3 separate regions of the Ovis aries genome follow, and all the other regions are linked to region 2. The links are chromatin contacts, called in public Hi-C maps. All regions are on one chromosome and are shown on one strand. The core of a region is the stretch at or near the end of the contact, and the rest is flanking DNA. Distances in the headings are between cores, read along the strand shown. Region 1 has its middle 140 kb from the start of ID2. Region 2 holds the start of ID2 (inhibitor of DNA binding 2). Region 3 has its middle 61 kb from the start of TRNAC-GCA.

Evidence for each region. Hi-C and Micro-C count contacts between places; a contact is called where the count stands out from the background.
Region 1: a Hi-C map of retroperitoneal adipose tissue shows a contact between it and region 2, with 2.9 times the contacts expected there. The contact joins the enhancer-like site here to the promoter of ID2 in region 2. A contact is called at or near these places in 8 of 16 Hi-C or Micro-C datasets (blood, hypothalamus, liver and 5 more).
Region 3: a Hi-C map of liver shows a contact between it and region 2, with 4 times the contacts expected there. The contact joins the enhancer-like site here to the promoter of ID2 in region 2. A contact is called at or near these places in 2 of 16 Hi-C or Micro-C datasets (liver and omental adipose tissue).

Annotation. Positions count from the first base shown.
Region 1 is chr3:18,063,635-18,066,746 of ARS-UI_Ramb_v3.0, forward strand. No RefSeq gene overlaps it. Among named protein-coding and RNA genes, the nearest start is that of ID2, 140 kb to the right of the region's middle. Within about 2 kb of position 1,402, at least 11 of the 54 cell types and tissues checked have an H3K27ac peak or open chromatin away from gene starts, as enhancers often do. A contact at or near this core is called in liver, where this site is marked.
Region 2 is chr3:18,200,803-18,203,741 of ARS-UI_Ramb_v3.0, forward strand. It overlaps ID2 (inhibitor of DNA binding 2), which reads left to right and starts at 1,534. Exons shown (of 3, transcript XM_004005671.4): 1 at 1,534-2,016; 2 at 2,331-2,394. The coding sequence starts at 1,669. The coding sequence ends at 2,387. LOC105607483 (a long non-coding RNA gene) reads right to left here and starts at 1,348. Exons shown (of 3, transcript XR_009599745.1): 1 at 1-1,348.
Region 3 is chr3:17,973,820-17,976,887 of ARS-UI_Ramb_v3.0, forward strand. No RefSeq gene overlaps it. Among named protein-coding and RNA genes, the nearest start is that of TRNAC-GCA, 61 kb to the left of the region's middle. Within about 2 kb of position 1,807, at least 13 of the 54 cell types and tissues checked have an H3K27ac peak or open chromatin away from gene starts, as enhancers often do. A contact at or near this core is called in liver, where this site is marked.

The DNA of each region.
Region 1 (3,112 bases), core at 152-2,651, 140 kb before region 2:
AGAGTCTGAAAAAGTAGCAAAGATCAGAAGAGGCCGAGATGTGACCATTAAATGAAAGGAGGTTTCCTGGGGGGGATCCTGGTACACAAAAAGAACTTGGGGGAAAAAACCCCAACAACCCATAGAATCTCACTGATAGTGAGTGGATGGATGCCGGTGACTTCGTTGAGACAAACGACTACGGCTTTGCCGGCTGCCAACAAGAAGGGGACAGGTGTGGGGGGTGGATTCTCTCTGCACCCTTGCGATTGCTCTGTAAATGCACAGCTCTTCTGAGCGAAAGGCTTATATTCACAGTAAATAATGATGCAGAGATGCCTGGCAATCCTAACAGAAGCTGGGCTTCACTCACCACCCATTCGACAGATTTGGGGATTTGAACGGGCTGGACCACTCCAGCTCAAGTAAACCAGGGTCTCAGAGCCTGGGGCCTGAAACTTGGACGTCCACAAGGTCCCAATGAGTGTCCCGTGCCATTTGGAGGTGAAACCACTCACCAGGATGAGACAGGAATCAAGTCCTAAGGGCTTCCGTGGAGGCACATGGAATTCTAAACAAATACTAGCGTCCTCCACGAACGAGAAAGGGCCGCACTGAACGCATTTCCTCGCCGGCCTGCCAGACCTCTAAAGGTCTCATTGTTGCATCTCCTCCGGCAGCTACCCACCCCCCAGCCCAGGGAGTGCTGGATGGCTGTGGAAATCAGGTGGTGGAGGGGTTCAAATTTCCGCTCAGTGTGAAAATGCAAAGTGACCTGAGCTAGCGAGGAAAAGAGCAGGTGTCCTCTTTCGTCCAGCTGGGGTCACTGTCCCCTAAGGGGCCCCCCAGCTGGCCTTTCCTGCCACACCGAGGTCTTGGACTTGACTGGCTTGAACTCCCAGAGGGGGACCCCAGGAGCACTAACACCACAGCAGGCCCCGGGAAGATCCGGGAAGATCCGAGCTCTGAGCGAAGAGGGGAGCCATTTCGACTGGGGAGGGCTGGCCCCAAGCCAGCAAGTCCCCAGATGCCTTGCAATGCACACCTGAGCGGGGTAAGAGAATAGGTGTGTGTAAACAGTATTTGAAAGAGAAAATAGCTGTACAAATACAGCACTTGTTAACACAGGTGTTTATAGGTGGAATTATTTTTCCAGGGCTGCTGTCTCCCAACCTTCTTTGTAAGTCACAGATCACACCTGCAGGGACTTTCCTATGAAATGAAGCCACAAAGGGGAAATGGATAGTCCGTATCGACTTTACGAAGCAGGAGTCCAGTGATCGGCGGCAGGCCTGGCTCGCTTTCACCCAGTTTCTCCCTTGCTGGAGTTATTTTTTTTTTTAACCTGCTCTAACAGGATCCGGCCTGTTCAGGGCTTCCTGCTAAGCTCTGAAGCTGCCCATGACCACCCGAGGGCAGTCTCAGCGAGACGGAGGCTTCCCCAAGGCCAGCGGGCACTGGTCGCTTCCTCGGCAGTATTATCTTATTCTACTCTCTCTCTCTCCCCCCCGGGGGAAGTCTCATTGTTCCTATCCTGTGGACAGTGAAAACAAAGACACTTGTCCGAAGTCACAGAGTTAATAAGTGGAGGACTCCTGAGCAGACATCACCTCCAATGGGGACTGAGTCCATAGCTGCCAGGACAGGACACCCCTGGGACACGGCTCTCTGGAGAGGCACAGACTCATTCAGCTCAAAAAGTAGTTTATTGGTTTGTTCCTCCTCATAGAAGGAGGGCTTCCTTGGTGGCTCAGACAGTAAAGAAACTGCCTGCAATGCAGAAGTCCCAGGTTCAATGCCTGTGTAGGGAAGATCCCCCTGGAGAAGGGAATGGCAACCCACCCCAGTATTCTTGCCCAGAGAATTCCAAGGACAGACGAGCCTGGCGGGCTACAGTCCATGGGGTCACAAAGAGTCAGACAGGACTGAGCAACTAACATACTTTCATAGAAGAAGGCAGCGCTGTAAGGCAGCTATGGGTTTACAAAGCATTAGAAGCATTAAAAGACCAAACCCGGGTCTCCTGCAGTGTAGGCAGACGCTTTACCTTCCAAGCTACCAGGGAAGCCAAAAGTTACGGAAGAGAAACTTAATACCACCCAATGGCACACTCAAAAACGGTGAAGTGAAGTGAAGTCGTGTCCGAGTCTAACTTAAAACTGAGAACATCCTATTCTGCATGAAAACCTAACCCAAAGGAGGTGAGTTTGGTTTTCAGTGAATCTGTCTGTTTCTGGTAACACCCGGTTTTTGTATCTGCGCCCAGCTCTGTCCCCTGGAAAGACCGCCTCTTAGAGGAGCCTCTTATTCATGCAGATGTCAAGTGAGAATTTCCCCACTGTTGGGGGGAAGCCCTCAAAGGTGAAACAGCCCAAATGCAGATGGTTCGGAGTGAGGTGTGAAGGGCTCCAGTTCCCAGTCTCAAAGGCCGGGAAGGGTGAGGAGGGAAGTGGGAGAGGGGCTGGGGGTGGCGGCCGCAGCACACTTGGCTTGGAGGAAGGAGGGCAGCCCTGGGTGCAGGATGACGGGCGTAAGGCAAGTGAGCGGCAAGGGGACCGGGAGCAGCAGCAGCCGCGGTGCGGGCCCTCCCCCAGCCCTGCCGTCCGTGGAACGTGGCAGCTCTGAGGACCCTGGGAGGGCTCTCTCTCTCTTGGAAAGGGACAGGGAGGAAAGAGTGGGCCAGCAGACCCTGTGGCCAGCTGACCCTGACCAGAGGCCACTGGTGGGAAAGCCCATGGGGCGGCCTGGCCGGAGGTGCCCGGGGCTGAACGGGAGGGGCTGGGGAGGCCTGGGAAAGGCTGTGTCTCCCACAAGCACCCAGACGGGGTTCAGACAGTGCTGGTGGGACTCAGGATGTGTGATCCCCGTGGCGAGGGAGGAACTGGGCTCCTTTGCCATTAGTAGCTTTTGATGTCACTGCATCTGCAAATCAGGGGAAACTTTATTACTCATTAAACTTTATTACCTGGTTTTAGCAGCAAGGGCTTCCCTTGTGGCTCAGCTGGTAAAGAATCCGCCTGCAATGTGGGGCGCCTGGGTTCGATCCCTGGGTTGGGAAGATCCCCTGGAGAAGGGAGAGGCTACCCACTCCAATGTTCTGGCCTAGAGAATTCCATCGACTGTATAGTCCATG
Region 2 (2,939 bases), core at 284-2,783:
GCTGTAGTGCAGGCACATGGCTGTAGTTGGTGTCCAGGACCAGACCGGCTGGTCCACCAGCTGAGGAATTAATCATTAACTGAAGAAAAATATACTGTTTCCCCATTATTAAGCTTTACTTTTTCTCCAGTTCTGCCCTCCTTTTCCTTCTTAAAGGCCGAGGAGATGCAGATTGAGATAAAGTAAACAAGACACTTAAAAATAGAATGCTTTTTCAGACTTTCTAGTTTATTGTATTCTAGAAAAATGTTTAAAACACACAACTAACTTACTGTAGTCTTCCGTTAAGTTAGAATTATGTGTGAATTCACTGAAGAGGATTTGAGTAAAGAACTGCAAACTGTAGTTCTTAAAAGATTTCTAGACAGAAAAATTTTTAAAAAGATGAGGGCGGGTGACACAACCTGAAGCTGCCTCCAGTACTGGTGCTAAGAAGATTCCCAACCTGGTACCTTATAGATTTTTTTTAAAACAGTGTGAAGATATTGACCGTGGCTAGGGCCACCTACCTGTACAAAACTTTAAAAATACAGCAGGCACTGAAATGTGACACCAGAAATCATGTTGTGTGCATAGCTAGTCACCTTGCTTTGCCACCGACACTGCAGAGCGGACCAGCAGCCTCTCAAGGGTAGTGTATGTAAATACAGCTTCAATATGCAAATACTCCTAATGATTTCCGATTAATAGCTTTATTATAATAGCCCTTCCCAGTGTTAGAGAAGGAACCCAGGAAGGGTCCCGCACTTCTCGAGCTCCTTAGCGATCAGCACAGTTATCCAGTAAGTACTCACTTCACAGAGTTTACTAGACTGCCTTCTGCGTTGCTCCAGGTTGCACGATCCCACACTTAAACCTGTCGTTGAAATGCGCGCGCGTGGGTGTTTTGGGGTTTGTTTTCATAAAGCTTTTCCTGATCTTAAGAGGCCGATCTCAATCTACAAACATCAGTTGTCGATGGCAAAGTTATTTGCGTTTTCCCTTTTTTCGGAAATGCTTTCCATAACGTCTTGATGACTTTCCGGGAGGAGCGGGGAACCGTGGTGGCTTTCCCCTTCTGCCGTGCAGACTCCGCGGGGGTGCTGTGATCTTAGTGATGCTGAAAGCTTGGAGGAGTAGCAGCCTCCGTCGGGGGGCACCTTTAGGGGGAGGGTCCCGCCTAGTGATCGGGATTGGAATTGGGGTGCCCACTTACGGTCCCGGGGTGTCCCCGCCCCCACCGCGTCCGCGCCCCGCTGCTCCCGTCGCTCGGCCGTCCCCCGGTCCCTGCCCACCCCCAGGTCCCCCTGGGCCCGGCGCTCACAGTACTCTATTTACCACCTCAGCTGGGCTGGCGCCCGTTCCGCCCACCCCCACGGCGATTGGCTGCGAACGCGGAAGGACGGAGCTCTCCCCTCGCGCCCGCACCTGCCAATGGGCGCGCCCGCCCGGCCTGATGGACGCGCCGCCTTCCACCAATGGGGTCGCGGGGAAGCCGGGTCGTGTGGCCCCGGCGAGCGCGTATAAAAGCCGCCGGGCCGGGCTCTCCGCTTCATTCTGAGCCGAGCGCGGTGCCGAGCGCAGCGAGCTTCGCAGGAGGCGGCGGCAGCGGCGGCGGCGGCAGCCTGAGCTTCGGGGCAGCCCGCTTCCCTCCTCCCAATCGCTTCGCTTCCCTTCCCCGCTATCAGCATGAAAGCCTTCAGTCCAGTGAGGTCCGTTAGGAAAAACAGCCTTTCGGACCACGGCCTGGGCATCTCCCGGAGCAAAACCCCGGTGGACGACCCGATGAGCCTGCTGTACAACATGAACGACTGCTACTCCAAGCTCAAGGAGCTGGTCCCCAGCATCCCGCAAAACAAGAAGGTGAGCAAGATGGAAATCCTGCAGCACGTCATCGACTACATCTTGGACTTGCAGATCGCGCTAGACTCGCACCCCACCATCGTTAGCCTGCACCACCAGCGACCCGGGCAGAGCCAGGCGTCCAGGACGCCGCTCACCACCCTCAACACCGACATCAGCATCCTGTCCTTGCAGGTAAGACCCGCTCCCCCCAGCGATGCTCGGGTAGAGCCGTTGTCAGGCGGCGGGCCCTAGTCGCTGACTTACAGACGGGCTAATAACTTTATCACTGTGCCTGTTACAGTCATTTAAACAAAAACAAATCTGCTGTGGAAGGAGTCGTGTGCGTGAAATTGTTATGACATGTGAATGCCTCTGAGTCTGAATTCATCATAAACGTGGGTTTTTGGAACTTGCTGTTCAAAATTAAACTATTTTTTTTTAAAAGAGGTTCTTTCTCCTTAAGGTTGTCTAACGTCTTGCGCCTTTTCCCCCCCTTTCTCTCGCAGGCTTCTGAATTCCCTTCTGAATTAATGTCAAATGACAGCAAAGCGCTCTGTGGCTGAATAAATGGTGAGTGTCTGCTTGTGTCCCCCGTTGGTGAACTGGCGCTTGGAGTGTGTGTGTGCGCGCGTGGGTACTTGCGTATCTGTAAAATTTGGGGGTTTGGTAAATGAACGTGTACTTCGTTGTGTTGCACGTAGTACATTGTTTACGCGTACTAGACATGAAGAGCCATCTAGCTCCTGTTACTCAAAATCCCAGAACGTTTTCTTAAAAAAAAAAAAGAAAAGAAAAAATCAATGCCTGTAACTTACTCCCAAGGTGGTGAAGGAGAATACGTACTGGCTTCTTGTGCGCCTGTAACATGCCCCGGCTGTTTTCTGCTATTGCTCTGGTACTATGAGGTACTAACCTCCATATAATTAATCTTATCACCGCAAATTCCATAGGGATCCTCCTTCCCCAAAACTCCAGCCCCCTGGGATCGGCTAGTTGAGCATTGCTACCCTGTGTCTCAGACCCTGTGATGTGGGATTCCGACTTCCCTATCTGTTAACTAAAGGGCTGTTTTCAATCAAATAATTGTTACAAGAAGCAGACTGGCGCCTGTGAGG
Region 3 (3,068 bases), core at 557-3,056, 230 kb before region 2:
GCTTCCCGGAGGTGTGGCCACCTGCAGTGAGCCTCCAGGAAAGAGTGGGATTTCAGCTGGCTACATGCAAGTGTTGTTGTTGTTCAGTCGCTCAGTCGTGTTCAACTCTTTGCAACCCCATGGACTGCAGCACGCCAGGCTTCCCTGTCCTTCACCATCTCCCAGAGTTCACTCAAACTCATGTCCATTGAGCCAATGATGCCATCTAACCATTTCATCCTCTGTGGCTCCCTTCTCCCCCTGCTTTCAATCTTTTCCAGTATCATTAGTTTGGGCTGAAGTTCTTAGGAGCCTTGGGAGGTCGCAAAGCCACAGAAGTTCAGTTCAGTCGCTCAGTCGTGTCCGACTCTTTGCGACCCGTGGACTGCAGCATGCCAGGCCTCCCTGTCCATCACGAACTCCCGGAGCTTGCTCAAACTCATGTCCATCAAGTCGGTGATGCCATCCAACCATCTCATCCTCCGTCGTCCCCTTCTCCTCCCACCTTAGCCTGAGCTCATAAGCTGTGCTCTCTTAATACCGGGATATGCCTACAAGGAGGGCATCGACATTCAGCAGTTACTGGGGTAGTTATCAGACCAGGAACCCAGGAGAGTCAGGGTGAAGAGAGAGCAGCCCTGCCCACCGGTTTGCTCAGCTCCCTGTCTGGACTCGCTACTTCCTCCTCAGCCGCCTGCAGGGCTCCCCTCCACCCCACCCCACCCCCACTTCCTCACACCCTGTGCAACCTTGAGCAAGCTACTCAACTGCTCTCTGCCTCAAATTCCTCCTTTGCAAATGGGGAGGGTTAGAAATAGCATCTCAGAGTATGGTGAAGTCCCCTTGCTGTCCACCTCAAACTACAATAGCACTGTTCATCAGCCCTACTCCAACACAATAGAAAAAGTTTAAAAAATAAAAAAAAAAATAGTATCTCAGAGGATTCTATAGCAGATAAAATGGATTGGTGCCTCCCAGGACACTTAGCACAGAGTAAAATTCCCTTAGTCGTGTCCGATTCTTTGTGATCCCATGGACTCCATGGAATTCCTCAGGCCAGAATACTAGAGTCGATAGCCTTTCCCTTCTCCAGGGCATCTTCCCAACCCAAGGATCAAACCCAGGTCTCCTGCATTGCAGGTGGATCCTTTACCAGCTGAGCCACAGGGGAAGCCCAGCACAGTGAGTGCTCATAAAGTTCAATTCTTATTAGTTATGCTTTTCTTCTGACCACCTGCTAATTTGTAAGCTGACAATCCCCCCCATCTGTATCCGAGGCTCATCTCTCTTTCCTAACAGTCAGCCCTGTGAATCCAGCAGTCTTGTGGATGTCACTTGTAATTCTCTCCATTCAGACAGACCCATCTAAAACTGAAGTCATCATCTGTCCTCAGCCTCTTCTCTTTCCTCTCTGATCCAGGTGAGGGGCCTCACTGTCCAGCAGTTACCCAGGACAGAATTCAGACAGTCGTCCTAGACCTGCCCTTCATTTTCTGACCCTAAACAGTCCTGGTGTATAATAAAAATACCGTCGCTGGATGAACCTCCTCCCACTCCCATTCACTTCCCATTTCTCTTCTGTCCAGGCTGCCCCCTCACATGTGACTCCCCCACGACAGCCAACACACAGGCCCAGCCAGCCTCTCCTGGTTAGGCCCTCCCAAGGCTCTCCACGGCTGATGTCTACACTCAGATCTGCTAGGATCTCTCCTGCCTTTTACTCTCATCTTCGTAAATGTCAGCTTCCCACACTGAGCACAGAGCAACCTCTCCACTCTTGTTCAGTCACTAAGTTGTGTCCCTGTCCTTCCCTGTCTCCTGGAGTTTGCTCAAAAGGCTATCACAGATGAATCAATGAGGGAGTGAATGACTCTTCCACAGGTTCCCCATGAGAACTTTCCTGCAGCCCTTCGGAACACTTTCTGATACTTAGATACGTCACCCAAAAAGAGAGCATTCTGCCCCCCCTCACCCAAGTCCAACAGGCTCCCTACTAGCCCATCAGCTGCCAGACCCTTCAGGTCTATCTCTCCTTTCAGAGACTATTCCCTAAGACTCCTTTTATTGCTGGTCACCCCGCTAAGCTCAGAGTTCCCTGAAGTCCACAATTATTCATGCTTATCTAGAAGTCTCTGCAGTAAAGGCCAGGCACTGCCTGGTCTACAGCAGGCATTCCATTAATGATTTATTAACCCAGCAGTGAATGGATCAGATGCCAACTGTGTCACAAAAACAGCACCAGTGAAGGGAGAAATCAGTGTGGCATCTCTTTTTCTTTACTTTTGGCTTTCTTTCCATAGACCATGCATGCCACATTCTGTCTCAGGGGAACAGAATGGACCTTCGTTTCCACCGCCTCTCTGTTTCTGCCAAATTCAGTTCCTGCTGCCGTATTGACAGACTTTTGGAAGGTTCACCTTTCCCTTGAATTTCTCATGATGATTAAGAACTATAATTGCCACTGAACAGTCCCGTTTAGCACAGACAAAGCCAACCAACATTCACCAATGGACTTTAAATGCTGACAGTTTAAACAGCCAAGAAAAGTTCATTAAGCGCTGGGCAATAAAAAGCGCAGGGGGAAATAGAGACAGAATAACTCCCCTGGGCATCACCAGAGCAGGCCTTTGTGATGAAACATTCCTCAAAGAATCTGGGGAAATTACATTATAAAAACTGCAACAGACGGCAGGCTAGAGTAACAAGCTTCATTAGAGCATCGTGGCCACACAGCCCCTTTCCTGGGGAGGGAAGGGCACCACGCAGCCCCCTGTCAGGCAGGCTGTCCAAAGGGGCCCAGACCCCTGTGAATGTGGCTGTAATGATGGCTTTTATCCCCAGCACATAGGAGTTTGAGGGCATGAGAAATTCAGAACACATACTTCCCTACTCTGCACTTGAAAGCTGGTCCAAAGGCATCAAGTACATTTTGACATTTTTTTGTTTGTTTTTCTAAAAGTAGCCAAGCATCACCAAAATAATTGGTCACTATGAATCAAATAGTGGAAACAGTGGCAGAGTTCCTTTTGGGGGGCTCCAAAATCACTGTGGATGGTGAGTGTAGCATGAAATTAAAAGACACTTGCTCC